2 separate regions of the Mus musculus genome follow, and region 1 is linked to region 2. Evidence: chromatin contacts called from public HiChIP or PLAC-seq data. All regions are on one chromosome and are shown on one strand. The core of a region is the stretch at or near the end of the contact, and the rest is flanking DNA. Distances in the headings are between cores, read along the strand shown. Region 1 overlaps Srgap2 (SLIT-ROBO Rho GTPase activating protein 2). Region 2 overlaps Rassf5 (Ras association (RalGDS/AF-6) domain family member 5).

What was found. HiChIP or PLAC-seq counts read pairs in DNA pulled down with a chosen protein or histone mark.
Region 1: an H3K27ac HiChIP or PLAC-seq map of microglia shows a contact between it and region 2, with 4 times the contacts expected there. The contact joins two enhancer-like sites. A contact is called at or near these places in 2 of 115 datasets of contacts at active chromatin or transcription factors (microglia and regulatory T cell precursor).

Annotation. Positions count from the first base shown.
Region 1 is chr1:131,480,244-131,484,868 of GRCm38.p6, reverse strand. All of the region lies in intron 2 of Srgap2 (SLIT-ROBO Rho GTPase activating protein 2), which reads left to right. Among named protein-coding and RNA genes, the nearest start is that of Srgap2, 45 kb to the left of the region's middle. Within about 2 kb of position 2,413, at least 26 of the 459 cell types and tissues checked have an H3K27ac peak or open chromatin away from gene starts, as enhancers often do. A contact at or near this core is called in microglia, where this site is marked.
Region 2 is chr1:131,178,866-131,183,674 of GRCm38.p6, reverse strand. It overlaps Rassf5 (Ras association (RalGDS/AF-6) domain family member 5), which reads left to right. Exons shown (of 6, transcript NM_018750.4): 3 at 1,421-1,531; 4 at 2,224-2,521; 5 at 3,007-3,122. It also overlaps a transcript of Eif2d not described here. Among named protein-coding and RNA genes, the nearest start is that of Eif2d, 28 kb to the right of the region's middle. Within about 2 kb of position 1,849, at least 33 of the 459 cell types and tissues checked have an H3K27ac peak or open chromatin away from gene starts, as enhancers often do. A contact at or near this core is called in microglia, where this site is marked.

The DNA.
Region 1 (4,625 bases), core at 1,164-3,663, 300 kb before region 2:
AGTCTTCTCTAACCCAGTCTGTCTGCAAACTAAGTAATTAAGATGCTTGTGAAAGTCTGATCTTTGTGCTTCTACCTCTAATAGGCCTGTGCTATCATTCCCAGTCTGATATAGTCCTAAAGATCAAACTGAGAGCCTCTGTCATGCTAGGCAAGCACTGTAGCAGCTAATCCAGGCACTGCCAACCCAAGATAAACTCCTTTGAGATTTACTTTCAGCCACTTTTTTTTCTGTTAGAAAAGTGGCTCTAGGGGCTGGAGAGATGTCTCAGTGGTTAAGAGCACTGACTGCTCTTCCAGAGGTCCTGAATTCAGTTCTCAGCAACCACATGGTGGCTCGAAACTATCTGTAATGGGATGTGGTGCCCTCTTCTGATTTGGTGTGTCTGAGGACAGTGGTGGTGTACTCAAATACACAAAATAAATAAAATCTTAAAAAAAAAAAAAGGAAAAGAAAAAGTGGCTATAATAAAGGGTGACTTAGTGACTGCTCTCCTCACATGTGTCTCTGTGTGTTCTTAAACTCTGAAGACCTAGCAGTCATCTTGATTCTTTAATTTAACATTTAATTACCCATTTTGTTGCTTATCTGAGTGATATTAATTTTTTTACACCTTATTGAATCCATAAAAGGTAATCCCATTCCCCAGAGGCGAATAGTGCCTGTTCATTTGTCCTGTCAATGGATGCCTTTCTAAATGACCAACAAGAAGTGTGGTGGTTTGAGTTTGTCCTCCCTTGCTTTAAATCATAGAACCCTTGTACTTCCTTTACTATATTTTTCTGTACTCACCAAGCAAAGAAAGTCAGTTAAAGATTTAAAATGTTAAACTCAGAAAGATGCGGCAGTCCTAGTTAGGAGCAGATTTTACCATGCAATCTCAGTCTTCTTTTTATTATTACAATGCGTAGTGTGTTGTATCCCCCTTTTCTTTGTAGTTCTATAATCAGGAGCCTTCTATTTTCTTCCAGTGTTGTGCTATAATTAGTAGTCTAGTCTGAAGTATAAAATGAAAGGTTTTTTTCCCTAGCAGAAATGCTGCTTATTCACTTTATTTTACAAAGAGCCTACTCAGTCTCTACGAGTCATTCAATAATCCAAGAAACATCAATTAGAATGGGCTGTGTAAAACAAGTGCTGTGGGACTGGACAACTGGTTAAGAAAGCTTCCTGCCCTTTCAGGAGGGCTGGAGTTTGCATCCTAGCATTCACATCTGGTGCTTCCTAACTGCCTGTAACTTCCGCTCCAGGGAGTCAGACTTTTTCTTCTGGCTTCTGCAGGTGCCAGAAGAGATACTTCTCTTCTGTGTGCATATGCTTACACACAACTCAACTCACATACACGCACAACAGAAACACTGTTTAAATGCTGAATTCTGAGTATTCAAGGACAAATTCATGCCCTAAATGTGCATCATCTAATTAGAGGCATACATACAAATAACGAGGTGACCAGAGGCATGAAGAGAGTTCTGACTTGGTACTTGTTCATTAATAATAGTTTTCATATTGCTCTATTTGCCTGTTCACTTGGCAGTTCTGTAAGGGCTCAAGGGCCAGGAAGGACTATGAATATGGATGTGGAGTAAATGAGAGAGTGAGTAGATATCTCTTAACAGTGCCAGGCCTGTGGCTTACAGGCTCTCCTGCAAGTCGGTTCACTTGAGTTTGAGAGAACAGTCTGGTCGGTTTACATGGCAAGTTGCAGGCCAGCCAGGACTACAAAGTGAGACCCTGTTTCAAAAACAAAAACAAACAAGAATAACAATAACAATCCCCCCACCCAAAACCTGACAACAATAAGAATAACAGTAACAACAAAAAACACAAGGTGTTCTGCAAATTGTTTGAGCACTAAAGATATATAGGAAATTGTTTGGAATAGAGATGGTTGGGAAACAGTGGATTTTGCATTCTTGCTTATCAGCACGAATCTTACTTGATTTTTAGGGTTGTTTTGGTTAACAATGAGATCAGCATTTTGTAGGTGATTTCACATTGCTTGACCTGTTAAAAGAGACCAATTTTACAGCCTCCTGACCTTTTTTAGGCTCAGAACATGTCCAGAGATATAAAGTTCTGGGTGGATGTGGATATGCTATGTTTTGCTGTCCTGTTGCTGTCTGTCTGTCTGGAGCTGTAGATAGGGTGCTTATGGCCCCTCAGTTCCTATGGGTCTTAGCTCTGGAATGGAATTCCCCCAAGCAGTGCTTTTTGATAGACTGGGCAGGAAATAAATCTGTTGCTCTGTGCCTACTTAAAAAATATTTCCATTTACCTTGGATAATGTACAAGAACAGGGTTTTACACATATTTAAGAGAAAACTGCAAATAAAAAGGATGTGTACACAGTAGCATGAATGGAGTACTATTCTTGGCCTGGGCTGTAACCCAGAGAACAGGAAACAAGATGCTTCAGGATGGCTCGAGCCAAGAGTCTTCAAGTCATAGGGAAACTCATGACAGCTGGTAGCATCCTCCAGACCTTCCTGTTTGGGTAGAAATTTATCCTCCTATATTGAGATGGAGGAAGAGATGCCTCTTTTTTAAAAGATCTTGGAGAAAGGAGATTAAATATTAAGAAACGATCTCCCGCTTGGCCCATCTCTTGTGTAGAAATCCACTTGGTAGAGGGAACTGTTTTTCTCACATTTGGAAGGTTCAGCTTCTGATGAGAAAGACTAAGTGGTCTAAACCTTCAGCAATTTAAATACCCTTTCTTTTGTTCAGACTTTGTCATTATGCTTGAATTCCATTGAACTTTAAAAGTTAAAAGGCTGGACTTGAAATGCATGATGCGTAACTATAGCAAACCACAGTGAGTAGCTAGAAAGTATAGACAACTTCTGGTCACTCAATGGCTACAGATTAATTGACTTGAATATATTAATGTCTGTTAATGGTCTAATCATTTGGCTTCTCTGTCTGATGTGAGATAGAGAGTAATTTGCCCAGGTTGCATCCTCCTGGAACCCCCCCCCCCACACACACACCTGTCACTGTCCTCAGATGATCATTGGTTTAACTTGATCTAGATTAAGTAAGTTAAATATATATCACTACTTATTATTTAATACTAACAATTACACACCATCAGGGTATTAATAAAAAGATACATCTTTAATTTGAACCTGATAAAAGATGGGTGTCTTCAGAGGGCCTGCTATGGCATTTCCTCCAAGTACATTCTCTGAAAAGGACCAGGCCTGGATATAAAACCATTGCACTTCCTCATTGCTTTATGTATAAAAAGACAATCTCATTTCCCCTTTTTTTCTTATTCTAGATACCACATTTATCTGGCTACTCCAAAAGATCATGAAAGAACAGAAATTTTTTATCTTAACAGTGGTACAGAGAAACTTGGCATCTCTTTCACCATTGATAAAAAGTTTTGAGAAACAAGTGTAGGGAAAATACTGCCTATAGACTTGAAAACCATTTACTTAGTTAACAGAATGCTCTTAATTATGTTAACTATGTGCTTTGATTATTCAAGGTCTCTATGCTCTTAATATTTCAGACAATGTTCTGTTGATGCTATGAATTAGCCAGTAGGTGTCTTCATTTGATGAGAAAGAGGGGAAGGTAAAATGAAGACAATCAATTGCCCGCAGATGGAGAATTTACCTAGCATGTATAAGATTCTGAGTTAATCACCTGTACCTCAAATCAGCAACAACAAACTGTAAGCCAGAAAATCCATGAAAGTCACTATGAGTAGCTCCTGTAGATTCCCATACCTGAGTTAAGGGAAGTATATAGACCTCAGGCAAAATAATTTCCAGGTGGTTATAAGAGCATACTTTGGTTTAGAGTATGTCACACTTAGGTTTTCTGGTTTACTATTGCTACTAAATTTTTCTTGTCCTTACTCCGTCCCCAAACTGGTAGCTTTGATTTGAGAGACAGCAAGGATTCCACTGTAGATAACTTTCTATAAGAAATTTGGAAGGAAGTAGGCTAAAGAATTAATCTTGCTTAATCTTCCAGATTATGATTAGTTCTTTTGAGTATGGTGAAGCTCAGAGTTGTTATTTTGGAAGTGTTCTTGGACTGAAATTCAGAGAAAGGTATGTAGTAGAGAATCTGGGCAAGAAAGTGTCTTTACAAACAAAACCTTCCTGTTCAAGCAGTCTTAAGAACTTGCCTGTGAGTTAGTGACTGCAGGGTGCCAGGCCAGTCACTGGTGGGATTCAGAAGGTCTGCTTTTCATAACCGTGGATGCATATTCAATCAACCACATGCTAAAGATAGGTGGGAAAATGGAGCCTGAGAAGGCTGAGGCAGAAGGGCCACAAGTGGGAAAGCTTAGACTGCCTAGCAAGACTATCTTTCTTCCACAAAAGGCAAAAAGCTCCAGGAAACTCCACAAAGAAAAATTTTACTTGTGCATTGAGTTCCTGTGTGCCTGGCTAATGAAATAAAATCACAGTATATCCCACTCCTGCTATTTCACATAACCTCTCTGTAGCATTTATTTGGAGCATTGTTCACCTCGTATTCTAAATAGGTTTATGATAATTGAGTTTGTCTTAAATATATACAGACTTTTTTCTTGCCACCATTCCCTAAACAACATAGTGTAACAATGATTTATATATCACTTATATTAAGTATTATAA
Region 2 (4,809 bases), core at 600-3,099:
GCTACTCACTAGCAATGGGCTATCAGCATATTTATTTTCTATGTTCATGATCTTACAATAGGAATGCCATAGGTAGTGTGTCAGAGAAGGTATCTGGACCACCAACCCAGTAGTTACCATCAGGAGCTGTGGGTGAAAAGTGCACAGGAGCAGACCATGCAAGAGCCTCGAATGAAAGAGGATGTCGGCTCGTCTCTGTGGAGGGCTGGGAAGGTGGAGCCATACAGACCCAGCAATGCCCACTGCTCTTGGCAGTTTCCTGTGCCCTATAGGATTGGCGAGTGGGAGGAGGAAGTGCTGATGTGCTGTGCGTGTGATGAAGTCCTACAAATGGGCATGCTGAAGGGAAAGGCCAGGCATGAGCTCTGTTGGTGAGCACCCCACTGTGCTTCACTTGGTGGTGGGGACAGTGTGATGTGGAAACCGTTGTAAAATTCTTCAAACCAAACCCCAAGCAGGTATCAGATGCTGTCGAGTCATCCTTCTCTGGGCATCTGCTGTCTGATGTACTAGAGATGATTCCTGACTGCCCAAGTCTGCTGGGTTTCTAAGATCAGAATAATTCTGGGAGAATTTTCACCTACCGGCTCCCTGCACTCCAAGCCACTTTGGGGAGCATTAAGACAAACTGGGAAATGACCCTGAACATGAGGGAAGTCCAGAGAACGGACCTGTGAAAAAGACCTGTGGAGATCTCAGAATCCACCGGTACCATACTGCAAGGGATACTGACCTTAAGTTCCTTCTTCCATTTTCCTGGCGGGTCACAGATAAAGCAGGGAACTCTGTCAGATCGAATCATGTGATGCGGGGAGACCACAGCAGGACAGGTGTGGGATTTCTGGCTTGTTCTGCACATGGGGATGGGGGTATTGAGCTGGTAAATGCAGAGTCCCAGTGTTCTCACCTGGAGAATCAGGAATCAGGAAGTTTGGGTCTGTGAGATGTGGAGATAGCTGAATCCTTAGTGTATAGAGGAGGTGCCTGAATGAACTGTCCCTAACAGTTCATTCACTTGACAAATCATCACATGTTATGAGCAAAGCTTATTGCCAGTGACATGAGCTGACTGGCAGGCGGGATGTGCCCTTGGTCCCTGGCTATCGTTTTTTAGCATGTACTCACTCACACCTTTGTAGCTTATCGCTTCTTGGACACGGACAGGCCACGTCCCACTCACCGAGTTGATGGCCAGTGCCTAGGTATGGGGCATACAGACACTGGTCTCTCAGCCAGTCTGGGCTAGGTATTATTTCCATGTCATAGGTGAGGAAGCTTGAGGCTGAGAGAGATTTGAGTGGCTGGCCTCTTACTGCTCATGCTGGCACTTCTTTCTTAGCCAGAGGGGCATTTGGGAGGTATGCTTACTGCCCTCTGTATCCTGAAAGCCACTGTACACATTGCCACCTGTCTGTTCCAGAATGTCTGTAAGGCAGTGGAGGAGACACAGCACCCGCCCACGATACAGGAGATCAAGCAGAAGATTGACAGCTATAACAGCAGGGAGAAGCACTGCCTGGGCATGAAGCTGGTAAGCAGAGCCTGTCCATCCCTACCCAACATCTTTTCAGCCCTGCCTCCACAGGAACTACGACTCCCTTACAGCTCACTCTCCTTTGTCCAGGCCCAGCTTTCTGTGACCTCAGGGATCCAGAGAAATGGAATGGGCTCTAGAATAGACTCCAGATACAACCTCTGTTCCATTCACTCTCTGGCTACTTTGGCAAACTTTAACCTCTCCTTACTTCAGTATGAAATAGAGATCTCCACGCCCAAGCCCGTGCTTAAGAGATCTTGACATGTACAGTTGTCTTTAAGTGGTGACATCAGGCGAGCCCTGCCCCCTGCTGGTGACTGGCAGCAACTGGCTCCCTGGGGCTTCCAAGTCACTCAAGAGCCTCAGAAAATGCAGCTATCAGTCAGGCTGGAGTTGGGCTGGGTCTCTGAGGGCTTTGATGCCCTCAGAGGTAGAGAGGAGGCTGCAGGCTCTGCCTTTAGAATGAGACCCAACAAAGGCCATTGGCACCTATCTGGTAAAGGGTTGGAGTGGCCTAGTTAAAAACTTCCTGGCCCATGAGGAGAGTGAACTTCCTCCTGCACTTCTAGACAGGAGACTTGGGAAGGGACTCAGGCAGGCTGGATGGAGTAACCTGTCAGGTCTTCTGTAGTTTACAACCCAGAGTGAACTGGGCAGACAGAATCAGCAGTGCCTCCCACTTGCAGAGTGAAGATGGCACCTACACAGGTTTCATCAAAGTGCATTTGAAGCTCCGACGGCCAGTGACGGTGCCCGCTGGGATCCGGCCCCAGTCCATCTATGATGCCATTAAGGAAGTGAACCCTGCAGCCACCACAGACAAGCGGACTTCCTTCTACCTGCCACTCGATGCCATCAAGCAGCTACATATCAGCAGCACCACCACGGTTAGTGAGGTCATCCAGGGGCTGCTCAAGAAGTTCATGGTTGTGGACAACCCACAGAAGTTTGCACTTTTTAAGCGGATACACAAAGATGGACAAGGTATGAGTTTCTGACCTCTCCCTAGTCTGCTAATGCCCACAGTCACTAAACCTCACTATCAGTCCTGGGTGGGAAGTGTAGGCTTCCAGGCAGCAGGATTCATGGAAGGGCCAAGCACAGGCTCTGGGCAGGACCAGGCAGCTCATGCCTACTGTGCCCAGCTCCATGCACACACAGGAAAGACACACCCTGGGCTCTGGGCTCCTAATCTCTATAATGGGAAGGAGTCCGCCCACTGCTCCTCTTCCTCTGGAAGATGTTGTAAATGGAAATATGGCTAAACTTTGCCATATGGGAATGAAGGTAGTGCCTCTCAAATGGCAGGAATGGATGGAAGGCTCAGAGCCACCACTGCCGTGTCAGGTCCACGCCCATTAGAACCACCATGACTATTTCCAGTCATCTGGCCAACCTGTGCATTTCTGAGCCCGACCCCACCCTGTCCTCATTTGAGATGAGCACCCAGCCCTTCATTCTGCTTGCAGTGCTCTTCCAGAAACTCTCCATTGCTGACTATCCTCTCTACCTTCGTCTGCTCGCTGGGCCTGACACCGATGTTCTCAGCTTTGTGCTAAAGGAGAATGAAACTGGAGAGGTGGAGGTATGTCTGGGCCCTTTACAAAAACCAGTTCTGGCCAGATGGGTGCTGCTGTCTTAACTGCAAAGTGTAGGTGGGGCAGCAGGACTTCCAGAGGCTCAGCATTTAACCCAGGATCATCAGTGGGGCGCGCATCACAGGGAAGCAAGTTACAACCTGCACAGGGCAAAGCCTGTGGGAAGGATTTCATTTGCTTTGTGGAAATAGGGCTGGCATGGGGGTGGGTGTCAAACACAGAAACTGTGTTCAGGCCCCACCTAGTTTTTCCTAAGGCCCAGTAAGCTCAAACTCTGGGCTCTACTAGACATAGACAGTTTTGAACCACCTTTCTCTCCTAAAATGCTGACTTCCTTTCTCCAAAGGGGGTCTAACCATGTTAGACTCCTGGCAAAAATGTTGTCAAATCAGGCAGAAATCTTCCAAGCCCAGAATACTTGGGATGCGGTCTTTAGGGAGTGATGGAATGGAGGAGAGGCTCAGAGTGGGGTTGTTTTTGTTGTTTGGAGGAGTTGGGGGGAGAGGGGGGGGTTGGTCAATGGAGTCATGGAAGACCAGGGCAGATAGGGCTCTACATTCATTTCAACCAGGACAGCTCAGGGTGGTCTCGAGTCTACAAAGGCGTGTTAGTGAAGGGTGCACTGAAGGCTGTGCTCTCTGCGGGCCGCAGGCCTGGGGCTGGGAGAGTTGGAGCAGCTGTCGTCTGCACTCTGCTGTGCCAGCTCCAGAACTGCTTCCCCCACTCTCTCTCTCTCTGTGGACCATAGGTTCTTATTATCTAGTGTGGGGATTAGACCAGGCCCACCGTGAAATCCTCCCTTGTGCTCAAGGAGCTTGGAGTCTCAGTCCTTTCTCCCAGCGGAGGCTTCAGCCTGACCAGCTAGAGCCAACTGAGAGGTGTGCAGAGTATGCTCGGTATACTGGTTCATGAGAAGGTGGGCAGCAGGGTGGAGCTTGAAACCTGACGTCACACAGCTCATGAGAGGTGTCCTCCACCTGCCTCTGGGGAGCACGTCCAGCCCCAAAGTGAAGACCTCAGCTGCAGCTGCTCTTCTATAAACACAGGTGTATCCTCAGCTGCGGCTGCTCTTCTATAAGCACAGGTGTATCCTCAGCTGCTGCTGCTCTTCTATAAGCACAGGTGTATCCTCAGCTGCGGCTGCTCTTCTATAAGCACAGGTGTATCCTCAGCTGCGGCTGCTCTTCTATAAGCACAGGTGTATCCTCAGCTGCGGCTGCTCTTCTATAAGCACAGGTGTATCCTCAGCTGCTGCTGCTCTTCTATAAGCACAGGTGTATCCTCAGCTGCGGCTGCTCTTCTATAAGCACAGGTGTATCCTCAGCTGCGGCTGCTCTTCTATAAGCACAGGTGTATCCTCAGCTGCTGCTGCTCTTCTATAAGCACAGGTGTATCCTCAGCTGCAGCTGCTCTTCTATAAGCACAGGTGTATCCTCAGCTGCGGCTGCTCTTCTATAAGCACAGGTGTATCCTCAGCTGCTGCTGCTCTTCTATAAGCACAGGTGTATCCTCAGCTGCGGCTGCTCTTCTATAAGCACAGGTGTATCCTCAGCTGCAGCTGCTCTTCTATAAGCATAGGTGTATCCTCAGCTGCTGCTGCTCTTCTATAAGCACAGGTGTATCCTCAGTTGCAGCTGCTCTTCTATAAGCACAGGTGTATAGGCTGGGAACTCC